Linked DNA regions of Zea mays: region 2 is linked to region 1. A link is a contact called in public Hi-C data. All regions are on one chromosome and are shown on one strand. The core of a region is the stretch at or near the end of the contact, and the rest is flanking DNA. Distances in the headings are between cores, read along the strand shown.

The links. Hi-C and Micro-C count contacts between places; a contact is called where the count stands out from the background.
Region 2: a contact with region 1 is called in a Hi-C map of tassel, with 2.2 times the contacts expected there. The contact joins the promoter of LOC107403146 here to the promoter of LOC542421 in region 1. A contact is called at or near these places in 3 of 25 Hi-C or Micro-C datasets (bundle sheath, ear and tassel).

The regions. Positions count from the first base shown.
Region 1 is chr10:115,007,166-115,010,118 of Zm-B73-REFERENCE-NAM-5.0, forward strand. LOC542421 (calnexin homolog) reads right to left here and starts at 1,554. Exons shown (of 6, transcript NM_001308610.1): 1 at 1,324-1,554; 2 at 1,152-1,221; 3 at 1-143. The coding sequence starts at 1,395.
Region 2 is chr10:115,361,447-115,364,399 of Zm-B73-REFERENCE-NAM-5.0, forward strand. It overlaps LOC107403146, which reads right to left and starts at 1,430. Exons shown (of 2, transcript NM_001321406.1): 1 at 1,167-1,430; 2 at 101-1,039. The coding sequence starts at 1,367. The coding sequence ends at 524.

The DNA of each region.
Region 1 (2,953 bases), core at 304-2,803:
CACTTCAAACTGCAGGACCACTGTCCCATCATTTAAGGTAACTGGCTCATCAAGCTCCTTGATTATGGCGTATTTCCTTGCTTTGTCACTAACAAGGAGACCATAGTCCTCATGCCCATCACTCTTGGCATGCTTCCATACACCTACAAACCAGAGTATGTAGGCATTAAGCTATGAAATAGACAAAGAAAAATGAAACAGAAAGGACTAGTAACAACAACATTCAAACAGTGGCAGGTAACTAGTTTAAAATAACGATTGCATATAGAAATACTGTTTGAAGTGGCATTACAGTACCAAGATACTACTCCCTCCATACACAAAGGTATAGAACATGCTGTTTCAGAAAATGTAACTTTGCAAAATTTGACTAACAAATAGTCAAACAATGGCCGTGTTTAGTGTACAAAGGCTGTATAGAACTATAGATTCATATTGAACTTGACAACAGTGTTCACAGATAAATAGCAAATGAGAAAAAACTAACAGGCACCTCATAAAACTTAGGATTGCAAGCTTACTTCATATGAAGTATGTTTAATGCGGCACAGGATTACAGGAATATAAGATACCACTAGCAAACTGAACATACTGACAATTTTATTCTTTTTTGAATAACCTAGTTCATTAGCACATGCATACAAATAACATTATCCAAAATTTCTACTGATGTCTCATGCTATATTCTCGTACAAGTTACTCCCTCCAGTCATGAATTGGTGAGGATACTTTCGATTATCAAAGTATCAGTACGTTTTGGAAGTTCCAGAAACATGAACCATTCATATCAGCAATGAGCGCACACACAGAGAGACCAGACACTTCAATGACCCTTCATTCCTAACAGGTACAAACCATTGTAACATGTGTCGGCACATCCGATTGCATAGTACGTTGGAACGTGAAGGCTAGGCACATCTCTGTGTCTAGAGCGGGTGCTGCTAGCGAAGCACATCCGATAGAACTAAAGCACATACATATCTGACAGTACCAATCGTGGATCTCATGAGTAACTGCACAGCTATCTCTCAATTTAAACACCGGAAACTACGATCTCGACCGAACAAGCTCTCACAATCCTACTGAACCCACGGATCTAAACAGATCTAGCGAAACCATAACGATCGCGAGAAATAGATGCGCGCGCATACCTTGGTATTCATCCTTCTTGGAGACGATCCATCTTCCCTCGAAGTCCTCATCGAACGGCTCGTACAGCAGCTGCAAACAACGCCACCGGGAGAGACCCTCACAAATCTCACCCACAAAATTCCGGGAAAAACAAACAGAATAGCAAGATCGCCACAGGCTCGCTTAGATTACCGGGTCAGAGGCGCGGATCTGAACGAGCAGCGCCGAGACCAGGAGCAGCAGCAGAGCGCGCCCTCCCATCATCGTCCCGATCTCCTCGAGCCCGGGAGTTCCTCGAAACCTTCCGACTAGAGCGAAGCGTCCGTGAGAGGGAGCAGAAGGTGGGAGTATAAGAAGTGGGCGCAGTGGAGAGGCTGCACGGCTGACATTAGGAGAGGGGAGAAGGAACGGTGGAGATCGATCGATCTGAGTAGCAGGGCCGACAGTTGCGAGGAAAAGGCCGTTGTGTGACTTGTTTCGGCCAATCGGAGGCTGCCGAATGTGGTACTGACCAATTGCACGCTGCCACGTCTGAGTCGTGACGCCTTGGTCTTGTAGGACGCCATGTCACCCGCCCCAAGCACACGCAGAACGGTGGTATCCGCCTATCCGGACAGCGGGTCCAAGTGGGGTATAGCATCTCCATCCCAAAATAAGGAGTGCCTATAAAAATTGAGTCTTTTTTCCATTAAGCCAGAGCCGTCGTTAAAGTTCGAAATTTGGATATGTTTACCTTAGAGGATTTAGAATCTATTTAATATAGTAGATCATTTAGTTTAAATTTTGATATTCCACAACATTTTAAAATTCAGATATAAGATTATTTCAAAATTTTAAGGTGAGGGACAGACATGAACATGATCTTCGTCTCGCTCTTCTATAATAAAAATATAGCACATAAATATCTCTCTCATATAACCAACAGTAGCATACAAATATATTATATATAAAATTATATTAGCTTAATTATTTTATATCTAAATTACGATTATTAAAATAGAATTCAATTCAAAGGATCTGAACGATGCAGACGGGTCTCATTAGAATTCATATATCTATATTAAAAACATTTTGTAGACATCATGGTGCTAAATTTTAGTAATTTAATATCAACCTAATTTAATGTATTCTAAATACTTTGGAACACTAAATAAAATAAATAGTGTTAGCATCTGAGGAAGATCGTACCCTCAGCTGCCACAAGGCACGTTCAAAGGTTCAAAGATCGTACCCTCAGCTGCCACAACCTCTCGTCGCACTCCTATGGCAAATGTGGGCACCTGGTACTACCACAGCGTCACCCCGCACTAACAATCTAGGCCCGCCCCACGTTCGATCTCGCCCGTGCAGCTACCACACCGCGCAAAAAAAATAGTGCAGAGTGAGTACTCGAACACCTCTGCTCTAGAAATTTGAGGCTAACCACCCGTCCACATGTACCTTAGTGTTTAGAAATAAACAATAATTATATTCAAATAAATATCTCAATACTATTTATATAATATATAACAACCGTAGCAAAGCACGGGCAACTGGCTAGTGTGTGTATAGGATTCCAGAAGTGGAGAAAAATATTAGGGCTTGTTCGTTTCACCGTTAATCCATGTGGATTTGGTGGTATTGAGTCAGTTTAAATCCATAACTAGTCAAAATCCATCTCAATCCATTCCAATACACTCCAATCCACACGGAATTGGAATAACCGAACAAGGCCTTAATTGGATATGTTCCTAGTAGCATTTTGTTTATGAGTATCAATTCGTTTTCAACAGACTGTTACTTTGTTTTCAACATATTTGTTTGTTTTAGTAGCCCAAAATAT
Region 2 (2,953 bases), core at 180-2,679, 350 kb after region 1:
CTTGTGAGCGAGAGCATATATGTTCCATGGTTTTCGCGCGAGGAGCTGCCTCTATTTGGCTGGGAACATGATAGAAGAAATGGCCGCGCATTAGCGATCATCGACGAACCTCCTCCTACTTCTCGGGGTAGTCGGTACATATGCCACGGTGCAGCGCTATCAGATTAGAGTTTTACCGGTAACCGCCACCATAGTGAAAGTGAAACTATAGTCCGTCAACGATTCAGGACCTGATTAAACGCTTGCCAATCTTCAGTTCTTCACCAACTGTGCTTTGAACATGTACTGTATATTTACGCCGTTGATTCAGTATCTAAGAAGGCAGTGGTGAGCGCTGACTTCGGCAGAGTACCCTCGCACGATTCGCTAGGACATTTCGTGCCATTGCACTTTGGCCGCAGAATCTCCTTCCCAGCATCGCCGTGTGGCACTAGCTGAAGCGCCGCATTCGCGTCGCATGTACCGCGCTCTGGCAGCGAAACAGGGAAGCCTCGTCTCCCGCCATGGCAAGAAGTCCTCCAGTTCAGGAGAAGAGGACGTGGAGCGAGCCGTTCCTGGTGGTCGCGCAGACGGGGCACGCGTCCACGCCGGCCTCGTCGCACACGCGGCACAGGCACAGGTGCCGGCACGGCAGCAGCAGCACGCACGCTCCGCCGCTGCCACACGACTTGCACGCCAGCTTGGGCATGGACGCGCCGTTGGCGTGCGCGGCCGGCGCCTCGCCGAAGCAACACGACCGCGCGTCCTCGGCCTCGGCCTCGCAGACGCAGACGGCCGCACCGCGGGGCCGCAGCTGGTCCAGCGTGGCGCGGAGGCCCGCGGCGACGGCCTCGTGGCTCCTGGCCACGCCCACCCACGCCTGGCACTCGGCGCCCGCTTGGCGGGCCTTCTCCTCGAGCTCCGCGTTGCGGTGGAGCGCGCGCTCCAGGCCTGTCTCCGACGCGCGCAGCCGCCCCGACGCAGCGCGGCCCACGGCGGCCAGCAGCGCGCGGCCGTGCCTCCGCCGCGCCTCCTGCAGCGCCGCGCGCATCCTCTCCGCCTGCACAACATATACCACAGTCCACAGATCAGACGACACCATCGGACGACCATGCGTCCCACTCCCATCTATCGTCTGAGTCTGACGACGAAGCCGATTCCGGTTAAATCACTAATTCAGGCCGTACCTCGAGTCTAACGAGCGCGTCGATCTCCATGCCGTGGTGGTGCGTCCACGACGACGGGATGTCCCGCGAGACGACGGTCGCCGCGCCAACTGCCACCACTCTCCCGCTAGTGGACGTCGCCGCGCCGGAGCCCACCGCCCGGCTCCGCGCGTCGACGAGCGGTGGCACTGGCAGCAGGCGCTCCGTGCCCGCCGGAGGCATACCAACGCGCTGATCTTGCAAGAGATCACCGCCCGCTGCTGGCGCTGCCGCCTCAAGGCGCGGCCGCTTCCTCGGCAGGAAGCCGTAGTTGCACCAGGCGAGCTCGCTGCGCGGGAAGTCGCTGAGCACCGTCGTGTCGTCCCCGATCCGGGCCGGTGCCGGCACGCACCCGGCGTACTCGTCCAAGAACAGGGAGCCGCCCGCCGCCGGGGCTAGGTCGTGCGAGAAGTGCCGCGCCTGCACGGCCATGGCAGACGCAAAGCAAGGACTGGGGAAGGGGTCGGGTGGGAAGGGCCAGTGGAAGAACTGGGAATGGGTGGGCACTGGGCAGGGCAGGGCAGGGTAGAGCTGGTTATATATATACTGCCACGCTCGGCTCAGCCATGCCACTCCGGCAGGCTTGGGTGGGGGGAAGACTGAGCGGTGCCAACAAAAACACACGTAGGCGCCGCGGATGCGTTCGAGGCGCGACGAAAGCGGATCGCTTTCGACCGGCCTGGCCGGGCGTGTGGGGGCATTGGGCGTGGAGCCGTGGACGCCCTTTTTTACTGTGTGAGCTTAGCCCTAGGCCCTAGCTAGCTGCAAGCATCGTGAATAGAGATACAGGACAATAGCCATGGGTGTGAAGACGATGACTGTGATGTTGGGCGGTGGACGTTCCCCGGACTGGCTGGCTAGCTGGACCGATACCACGGATGGATGGGCCGGCCACTCCATGTTTCATGGCCATGGCCAGTTCAATCGTCTAGCTAGTGCATGGCGCCGTGGCTTTTGTGCTTTGTTCTGGATCAGATAGCTAGCGACTAGGGCAACCGTGTCCATGCCACTAGTAAAAACGATTGCAACTGCTGTGGCGCGCGCCGGCCAGTCAAAGTCTTGGCAGTTGGCCGTCGGAGACGGCGGCTAGCCCTCTGAGAATCCGATCGATCCCAGCACCGGCCGGTCGGCCGTAAACTTCACCCTCGAAGGACGAGAAACATGGCATGCGATGCAGTCCAAACAGTGGATGGACGACGCGCTGTTGCAGTTTCAACGCACCGTGCGAGAAGTGCGCCAGATAATAACAAAATTAGGCGCTGGAAAGTCAACAAGACAACAACAATAGCTATACAAACCAGATTTGTCAGTCGATATGAATGTAGGACCGGATCGCCAGATACAGTGTCATATTGATCTCTAAAATCATAAAATGTATTTTAAAATTTCTAAAGTTTAAGACTTATTTAGGTCTAAGCGGTTGTTTATCTCTACAATATTAAAACATCAGTTTCAACAGTCGTCCTGCATCATATTTTTAGTCCTGCATCATATTTTTACAAATAACTCACTCGCATTTCTTTTAAATTAACCTGCTGCACCCCTCGGCGCAGACCTCCGTATATAGATGGCCAAACGACGGCCCGGCACAGACCCGACGCCCGCAGCTCCGGTCCAGACATGTCGGCCTGCTGACCATGTCGGGCCGGCCCGTTAGCCCATTGGACCGTTTGGTTAAATCAGCGTAAAAACGGTGCAGGAGGTGGGTTCGAACCCACACCCTGATGGAAACAGTGCGGGAGACACTAGGTGAAGTTGTCTAACTAGTA